Linked DNA regions of Mus musculus: region 2 is linked to region 1. A link is a contact called in public HiChIP or PLAC-seq data. All regions are on one chromosome and are shown on one strand. The core of a region is the stretch at or near the end of the contact, and the rest is flanking DNA. Distances in the headings are between cores, read along the strand shown. Region 1 has its middle 12 kb from the start of Gm35867. Region 2 holds the start of Tlx1 (T cell leukemia, homeobox 1).

What was found. HiChIP or PLAC-seq counts read pairs in DNA pulled down with a chosen protein or histone mark.
Region 2: a contact with region 1 is called in an H3K27ac HiChIP or PLAC-seq map of embryonic stem cells, with 14 read pairs. The contact joins the promoter of Tlx1 here to the enhancer-like site in region 1. A contact is called at or near these places in 13 of 39 promoter capture datasets (the 3T3-L1 cell line, 3T3-L1-derived adipocytes, the HPC-7 cell line and 8 more), 8 of 15 datasets of contacts at CTCF or cohesin (CD8 T cells, the NIH/3T3 cell line, embryonic stem cells and 3 more), 156 of 484 Hi-C or Micro-C datasets (3T3-L1-derived adipocytes, 8-cell embryo, the AML12 cell line and 85 more), 26 of 115 datasets of contacts at active chromatin or transcription factors (the 230-238 cell line, CD8 T cells, bone marrow-derived dendritic cells and 12 more) and 4 of 9 other capture datasets (adipose tissue, embryonic stem cells, liver and 1 more).

What each region holds. Positions count from the first base shown.
Region 1 is chr19:45,112,379-45,117,047 of GRCm38.p6, reverse strand. No RefSeq gene overlaps it. Among named protein-coding and RNA genes, the nearest start is that of Gm35867, 12 kb to the right of the region's middle. Within about 2 kb of position 2,752, at least 48 of the 459 cell types and tissues checked have an H3K27ac peak or open chromatin away from gene starts, as enhancers often do. A contact at or near this core is called in craniofacial prominence, differentiating embryonic stem cells, embryonic stem cells and 1 more, where this site is marked.
Region 2 is chr19:45,148,905-45,153,737 of GRCm38.p6, reverse strand. It overlaps Tlx1 (T cell leukemia, homeobox 1), which reads right to left and starts at 3,023. Exons shown (of 3, transcript NM_021901.3): 1 at 2,246-3,023; 2 at 21-222. The coding sequence starts at 2,822.

The DNA of each region.
Region 1 (4,669 bases), core at 1,503-4,002:
AGGTCTTCTGCCAGTGTCTTGGATTTTAGGACTGCCATCTGGTGGACATTGCCATAACTACTGCCACCATCTTCTGAGGCCCTTGTGGCCTTCTCCAAGGCTAACTTAGCTGGAGACAGCAATCAGTATCCCAGGGCAGGGCATTGGCATTGGACAGGAGATAGATGCATGCAGGTTTTCCAACTGCACTAGCACGCTCATATCCTGTTTCCAGGATACAGAACTCTCAGGAGCTAGGTTTGATTGGCAGGTGGAGGGCAGGAACCTGCAGAAAAAGGCTCCCCTTGCTCCATTTGCCAGAGCCTTAGAAAACCATCCAGAGCCACCCAGAAGCACACCCTCCATTCTGCCCGCACTCCTGGTCCACAGCTGGGGAATCTCTAAAAGCGTAGCCCCCACTTCCTGGAGCTGAGAACTCCTGGAAGTGCCTCTGGGCAGATGGAAACTCTTGAATATGGACACACACACACACACACACACACACACACACACACCATCAGTCATCCCTTTGCCCTTCTTCTTTCTTTGGCCAATGAGCTTCCACAGATGGGTGGATGGAGAGGCCTCAGGATCAGAGATGAGAGAACAGAAGTCATCATTACAGATTTCTCCAAGCAACCGGGCCACGGTGAATAATTTATGTACAAGGTGGAGAAGACAATAAATCAGCAGCAATGATTAACATGAGCTATTTTATGTGTGAGAAAGATCTATGGCGGGAGGCTGCCAGGTTGCTGGTGATTAATGCTGCCGGCTGTTTGCATTTGCTTCTGGGCCTTTATATTCAATTATGGACTTGGAGTGTGTGTGTGGGGTCCTTGCTGTGGCCCAGGCAAGGCTAGAAATGTGAGCAGGGAATGTTAGACGCCTATGATCAAAAGTGAGGTGACCACAGGTGGCAGCCTGGTCCTGGGGTGTGTGTGGGGGGGGGGACCTTTATCTTGAGAAGTTAAATTGCTGGGGTTGAGTAGTGGCTAATTGTGTAATGGGGGGGGGTTCATTTGATTCCTATTGTTAGCATCCTGTCTAAGCTCCGCCCCACAGTTACCTGGCAACAGCCAGGTATGCCTGACACTATTAAAAAAGGCTGCTTGCTCCCCCCCCCCCCCCCCCCCGCCTTGCTCCTTGCTCTTGCTCTGTCCCCTCAACCCTTCCCCCACACTCCCTATTCCCTTCCTCTCCTCTCTCTGCATGCTCATGGCCAACCTCTACTCCTCTATTCTCTCCCTGTCTCTGCCTTCCTCTGCCTCTACTACCCTCATAACTCCTCTCTCCATGCCCCGAATAAACTCTGTTCTATACTATACTACCATGTGGCTGGTCCCTCAGGGAGAAGGGATGCCTCAGCATGGGCTTGCCAAGGCACCCTCTTCCCCCACACCTCACCACACCTCCATAAAACATATCCCCCCTTTATCATTTTATAAACATATCACCTACTATAGCGTGTAAATGCTAGTCAAGGCTGTGCCTAGGGAAGGGAACACAGGAATAGAAGTCATTGGTTAAAGTGTGGGTTTCTGAGCCCCCCCCCCTCCACCACCCTCCCATCCTTTAACCCACCTCCATGGCTAGATGTGAAATAGCTTTGGGCAGACAGCTTGGAGGCTGAGGGCTAACCCAGTGCTGGGAAGCACTCCTGCAGGCAGCACAGCCAAGGAGAACATCCTGTCTCCACACCCCAGAGAGGGATGGCAGCTTGGGCAGGCTGGGGAAGGAGGTTCCCCCTGTTTCCCTCCTAGCTGACCTAGGAAGCTCTGGGAGGCCACCTCCCCAAATTCCCACACTGGAGCCTCTGTGTCTTCAGCCAGCTCCAGCTGGTCCCCATCAGTGCCCGGGTTCCAAAGATGAATGGTGGCTTTGGGGTTAAGTGATTTCTCCCTGCCCCTCCTTGTCCTGGCTCCCATCAGCTTCTTCTTCTTCTTCCTCCTCCTCCTCCCCCTCCTCTTTGGTGACCTCTGGGCAATGTGACTTTGTCTCCCCTCAACATCCAGGGCTGTCAGGAGGCCCAGTGTGGATATGAGAATTCTTCTGGGAACTGGGCTTATGGCTGGGCTAAAGGGACCCTCTGGTCCTGGTTGGATTGCAGGACATGGGCCACACCACTGCAGGATATGGCAGCACACCGCTAGAGACAGCCAGAGAGACTGCTCTGAGCTACCATGCGGGCACACCAGTGTTTTAGCATCCCAGGACTGGAGCTGGAAAGGAGCTGGAAGGCCTGGCTGAAGCATGGGGTGAGGAGGGGGGGGGTGGGGGGGCGGGGGACAAGAGAAGGAGCTGGTAAGAGCAGCCTGATGAGGCTTAAAAGGCTGGCGGGGGTCATCTCTCCCAAGATTATCTTTGTGTACCCAAAAGAACCGTGAAGCCAGTTCTGAGTCCCAATAAATAGTGTGCCTGTCTGGGCGAATGAGACCATACACCTCTGACCTGTACCATGAACATACCTGAGGCTGGTCTCAGCTTCCTAGCCTGATTAACCTAGCCTCCTTCACAACACTCCTCAATCTCTAATCCCCTGCTTGGTTGGCTCATCCCCTGGACTCCTCGGGCTCCATTAATGAGCCCTGGCCACCCCAGGACAAGTCCCAAATTAACCCTGCTGCTGACCCTGACATGGACACCTGTAATTAGGCCGTGAGCCGCTGCACACGGAAGCCCTGGGGGCTCAGTGGGGTGTGGGTGAGGCTTGGCTGGAACAGAGGCCTAATGCCCAGGAATGCTCTAAAAGCTGTGCCTGGCTCCAGGGCAGCCACTCGGCTCACCTCTAATTCCTCACAAAGCCTTCAGACAGGCTACCGGGGGATTACCCCAGGGGCCCTGAAAGTGTGTTAGCAGGTCTCTGGGCAGGCCCACCCTGCCAGCCCTGGGGTGGGGAGGCCTAAGGCAGCAGAAAGATGCCCCCCACCCCACCCCCTTTTGCACAGGTCCCAACAGCTGGTCGCAGGGTCCTCAGAACCTCGGAGCCTGCGCCTTGAAACCGTAGCGCCAAGCCCAGGCCAGAGGCACATCCGGCTCACAACCTAGCAGACAACGGGCTCCTACCCGCTTCCCTCCCCTCCCCCAACTTGTTTTGTTTGCTTTGCTCTGCGCGTCCCAGTAGCTCTGTCCGCATTAACCCTTGACCCCAACAGTAACTCTCCCTCCCTTCTGACAACTTTGTTTACCCGGTGGCTTTCTCTGATACATTTCCCTCCTGCCCCTCACTCCCACCCTCCAGCTCCCCCATTCCCCGGTTTTGTTCTTGCTGGTGTGCTTGAGACTCCAGTAATCTCCAAGCTGTGGCGATCAAGCCCTTATTCAGAACTCGGGGCGGCAATACCAACTTTCCAAAGCTGCCTGAAAGAAGTGCAAATTGGCTCATGATCTCTGTCTCTCATACTAGAGGTTGAAACCAGGGCCTCCAACATGCTAAGCATATGTCCTAACCATTGAGCCACACACCTAACTCCAGTCGACCAGGCTAGCCTCAAACCTGCCTCTGCCTCCCAACTGTTGGAACTAAATGTGTGCACCACCATGCCTGGCTCACATTTTGACCCGGAAGCCGCATTTCTAGGAATTTGTGTATATATTTATTGCCCCATAGTAAGGGCTAAGGGCTGGAAACAACCTAGGAGTGCAACTATGGGACAGACCAGACAAAACAGCCTCGGACAGAACACTGTGCAGCCATTTAAGAGAACAGTGCTCACCTTTAATCCCAGCACTTGGGAGACAGAGGCAGTGGGAATCTCTGAGTTCAAGGCCAGCCTGGTCTACAGAGTAAGTTCTAGGACAACCAAAGCTACACAGAGAAACCTTGTCTCTACACACCAACACATACACACACACACACACACACACACACACACACAGAGAGAGAGAGAGAGAGAGAGAGAGAGAGAGAGAGAGAATGGTTTTCTACATAGAATGATCTAGCTATGAGTCGAGACCCCTTTGGGGGGGTCAGATTTCAAATACCCTGTATTAGATATTTACATTATGATTCTTTTTTTTTTTAAGATTTATTTATTGACTATATGTAAGTACACTGTAGCTGTCTTCAGACACACCAGAAGAGGGAGTCAGATCTTGTTACGGATGGTTGTGAGCCACCATGTGGTTGCTGGGATCTAAACTCAGGACCTTTGGAAGAGCAGTCGGGTGCTCTTACCTGCTGAGCCATCTCACCAGCCCTACATTATGATTCTTAACAGTAGCAAAATTACAGTTACAAAGGAAAAACAAAATAAATTTATGGTTGGGAGTCACCTCAACGTGAGGAACAGCACTAAGATTGTTGAGGGCCACTGTTCTAGAGCAATGGCTTCAGGTTAAGATCACTTATTGCTCTTACAGAGGGCGGAAGTCCAGTGACACGGGCGGGCAAGCAGGCAGGCTGGCTGTATAGACAGCTCCAGGGAATCTGGCGCCCCCTTCTGGCTACCACAGACTCCTGCTGAGTGTGGTGTACATAAACTCATGTAGTTTTGTAATACCCATAAAAGTAACTAAATCAATAAATGCTTTTTTAAAAAAAAGATATCTAAATAGCAAAATGTAGATTAAAAAAAGATACAGGACAGAGGTCAGAATGCCACCTTTTGCGGGTAGAAAGAAAACTATGCGAAAAAAGGCACTCAAATACCTTTGATTTCTGTTATTGTTAAGCTGCTTTTTAAAAACA
Region 2 (4,833 bases), core at 1,774-4,273, 36 kb before region 1:
AGTCCGCCCCGTGAGCTCACCTCCATTTCGTCCTCCGGTTCTGGAACCAGGTTTTTACTTGCGCATCGGTCATTTTGAGCGCCTTGGCCAGAGCAGCGCGCTCCGCCGAAGCCAAGTACTTCTGGCGGTGGAAGCGCTTTTCCAGCTCACAGATCTGCAGGCGCGTGAAGGATGTGCGCGGCTTCTTCTTCTTAGGGGGCGTCCGGTTCTGATAGGGGTGACCTATACGGCGTGTTACAGTGAAGGGTGAGAGGGCCACTGGAGCGGGAGACAGACAGACGGCAGAGGCAAGCGGCAGAGCGTCAGGAGGCGTCCCAGGCCCGACACCCCGCGAGTCAGAGCGCACTGGCTGTACCCCCTAAAAGCAAGGCAGTGATCCACCCGGCAACCCTCCACCTCCAGCCCAGGATCGCAAAGGGCTCCCTCCTGCCCGCCAGGCTGACGGGTCCCCTAGCTGCCACTTAGGAAATCTCCCTAGCCCGGGGCTTCAGAGATCCCACCCGCTTCCTCTTTGACTCCCCTCTCCCTTACCTAGGGACAGCAATGCATCTCTCCTCCTCAGTCTCAGCCACTAAACTTAAAAGGGCCACCCCTTAAAGTAGGAGGCCCAGGGTGATCAGAGTTCCAGGCCGTAGGGCCTGTTCTGGTCTCAGTCACAGCCTCACCATCATACAGCGGATATAGCTACAAACTTCCAGATCTGTACTCCAACAGAAGAGAATGCACACCTAGACAAGCAACAGGACACGGGGCAACACAGGACTACAGTCACACACTCTCAGAACCTCCTTCAGGCCTGACGCTACAGTTGACTATGACTCCCCAGAGTAGGCCCATGCTGATATCTTTTGTATAGTACACACACACACACACACACACACTCAACAGTGGGCTCGTAGTGTGGGTTAAAGTCAGTCATCAACACTGACCTGGCCTTAAGTAGGGGAGACAGATAGGCTCTGGGTCCCCTACCTCCCTCAATGAGAGGACTTAGGTTGTATTACTGAACCCCCTTGACAAGAGTCCTTCCTCCACAGTAACACAGAGACTCCTTCCCATTTCTGCTGTGGCCCCAAAGTTTGGTTAGGGCCCCTAGGGACAGCCTCTCTGCCTGTGCTGTCTGTAACAGAAGCAGAGGGGCCTAGGGTAACTTTGGGTAGCTAGGACAGGTTTAGTTGCTGTAGACTGTTCTTTTCATTAGCCTGCTTCAGGAGCCCCATCCACAAGCATCGGCCTAAACCTACTACCTCCCCTCTCTAAGGCCCAGACAGCTAACTGGGGCCCAATTCCTAACAGCTGTGTGCCCATGGGGGCCTGAACCTTCCTGAGGCAGCTCAAGGTCTAAGGATCCAAGGACAACTAAAGGCAGCCAGCGGGAAGTGGGCACCGAGGAAGAGGGTACTCCAGAGCTAGGGCAGAGAGAAACGGAAGCCAGGTCAGAGGGAGCTAGGGTGGTGCAGAGAGCAAGGCCGCTGGGCCAAAGAGTTCGTCCTCCTCTCCGGGAGTTGTCCTCCAGCCAACCCTCTGGTCAGGCGGGTGCAATATTTACCACCCCCCAAATAAGAGAGCCGACCCCTGGGAGGGATACCGAGGATGAAAACGAAAATTGGCCCAGCCTTGCGCTGCCACTGACTCTGAAGAATCTCGGAGGTCCAGGAAGAAAGCTCTGCTCCTTCACCCGGGCTTGGGGCCTTTGCGGATCTGCAGCGGCCCGACCCGCACGCCACAACTCAGAGCACGTGTGTGTGTGTGTGTGTGTGTGTGTGTGTGTGTGTGTGTGTGTGTGTGTGTGTGTGTAGTAGGGGACGAGAGGTAGGAGAACCTTTTCTTATGTCTAATTATTCTGTCTAATTCTGGGGCTCTTGGCCTCCGTCAGGAAACAGCAGCCAGGACAGAAAAAAAAAATTTTTTTTCTCACACGGGCATGCAAAGCCTAGACTGTTGACAGAAGATGGTCCTGAATCTACAGTCCTCTACCTGACTGGGCCCTGGGATCCCGAGAGGGGACCAAGCTTTGCTTCCACGAATGGGGTCCTAGAGGAGAGACAGAAGAACCCAGGCTGCAAGAACTCTTGGAGCGATTCTGAGCACATAGAATCCTGAAGGCAGCTGAACTTAGGAAACGCACGGAGAGGCGCTAGGCGACCTGGCGCTCAGAAAGAGCTTCAAGGAGCCATCAAGCAGGGTAGTGGGTAGCACAGAGACCGAGCCACGGCCAGGCGGGACGCGCGCGGGCCGGACTCACCTGTGAACCTGTCCTTTGTGTATCTGCGGTTACTCTCCATCCAGGGAAAGGTGAGGCCGGTGAGGTTGTTGACACCCGGCACCGCAGGCACAGAGGGTACTGTAGGCAAGCCGGTGGCCAGGGGCTGGGGATGGGCCACAGCTCCAGCTAGCGGCCTGTGCGCGGGCACCCGGATCACCCCTGCAGCGCTCAGCGCCCCGGCGCCACCGGCACCCCCGCCACCGCCGCCGCCGCCCGGACCGGGGCCGCCCGCCAAGGCCATGTTCACGTTGTAGGAGCCGGGCAGTGGGCCCATGCTGCAGGCACCGCCGCCGCCGCCCGCCGGACCACCAGGACCACCTGGGCCACCCGCGCCGTAAGCGCCAGTGCCCCCGGCCCCCGCCCCAGCAGCGGAGCCCCCGCCGCCGTAAGTGTAGGCGCCTCCAACCAAACAGCCAAGGCCGTAGTCTCCATCCTGGAGGCGCGAAGCGGGCCCCATGCAGCCGCCCTGGTCGGGGCTGTTGAGGATCTGGTCGATACCGAAGCTGATGGGCTCCGCGTGGCCCGGGTGGAGATGGTGCGGACCCAGGTGCTCCATGCTGGCCCCGGCCCCACGCGGGGGCCCGGGCGCGGGCGATCGCTGCGCTGGACTACCCGGGCAGCGAGTCGGAGCGCGGAGGCAATCGCCACCCCAGGCTGCGCTGAGACTTGAAGGCGAAGTGCGCAGAAGGGCCAAAGTAGGGGGGAGGGGAAGGAGAGAGGGGGAGCTGTATTCTTCCCCTCTCCGGCTTCTCCTTCCCTTCTCCGGCTGCTCGCTCGCTGTTGACTCTGGGACATCAATCACCGGGCGAAAAAGCCCTGAGCGAGCGAGCCTAGCTGTTTCGGCCGGGTCTCTCCATTGGCTGTGCGTGGAGAGGAGCGGGGTGAATGACAGCGCGGGGGAGGGGTTGGGAGGGGGGAGAAGGAGGCCAGGAGCCCAGACAGATGCCGGAGCCAGAGACAGAGGGACGGAGATCAGAGCTCTGAGTAGTTCCAGTGAAGAGAAAGGAGGAGGGCTACAGAGAGAGGTTTAAATGAGAAAGAAAAAGATCAGGAAGCAGCCATTCCCAAAGACGAACAGACAGACGGACCAAAGGAGAGGGAAATCAGAACCTTTCCCAGACCTGGTAGGACCCACCCCCTCACTTTGAACAGGGCCGAAGGAGTCCAGCCCACTAGGCCCCTGGGGACAGGTGTCCTGCCCAACTGGAGAATCTCCCCAAGGGCTGAGCTGGGAAACACCTGTCACTCAACCAGGAGATTTACTGCAACTTCAAGTCCAGCTTGTTAGAAAGTAGAAGACTGTCTACTCCCCAGGTATGGAGCCCGGGCCCCGAGGCAGGACGGTGAGTTCAGGCTTGTCCTTTAAAACAGGTCCTATGAAGAGCTGGCTATATATTGTTATAAAAATTAGCAGCCACTCCAACTCAGTCTCTTTAGAGAATTTAAGGAAACGAAAGTCAATCCTGAAAAGCAGTCACAAGCCAAAGGATTACTTTGGGGCTTGTGCGAGGGTGCCCGTTCCTCAAGGTACCTCTTTCATTTTGAGTAAACAGAAGCTCGCAGAAGCAATTCCTACGACCCGACCCAAGTGAATGGCTCTGGGTTTGTGAGAGAAAGGACTTAGTTCCTTGCTTTTAGAATCTTTGGAGGGAAGCCTTGGGTCTTAAGGCTGTGGGGGCGGGGGCTGCTGGGACGAGAATCAGGGAAGTGCGTCCAGGACAAATTTAGGCCTTTTCAAAGTTATGCCTGTGGCTGCCTGGCTGAGAGCCCAAGAGAAAAGAAGGAAACTCCCTTCTTTTGCTTCCTCTCTTTCCCCTCTCCAGTCGGGAAAGGTCTGCTCCCTCCTAGGAGCCAAGTTCTGAGGGAAAAAAAAAAAGCATAGGTTATGAATTCTGATCTATTTCAGGTCCATTCACTGCTGAACCTTCTGGGAGGTCTCTAACAGGCAAAACGCTGGCCTCACTCCTCAGCAAGTCTCAGTGGAATCTAGTTGTTTTGGCCACTGTCTGACACTGTCACTTGAAGGGCCTTCCTCAAAGACAGGAAATGTCATATATATATATATGCGATGTTATATGTGCATATGTGTGATATATATGTGTGTATATATATATATATATATATATATATATATATATATATATATATTGATATATAATGTGTGTACCCCTCCTAAAACAGCCCCAACAAATCAAACATGTTCATCTTGAGTGACTAATAAATTAATGGAGACTTGACTTGCCCAACAAATATTTGTGTACTTAAAATGTACCTGGTACTTTCTAGGTACTGGGGAGACAGCCAAGTGTCTTGACCTCAGACCTGTGTTCTATACAGACAATAAACAAAGAAAAAGAAGGATAAGCCAGAAGTCAGTATTATGGATAACTATAGAAACTCAGAACTCAGTAGCATCTCTCTCAGATAAATACTCGCCCTATCTTCAGCCAGGAGAGCAAATGCTCATTCAAGAAGATAGAAAGCACGAAGCAGGTAGTTGTTCTCAACTCTTTTGTTTTGTTTTGTTTTGTTTTGTTTTGTTTTGTTTTGTTTTTCAAGACAGGGTT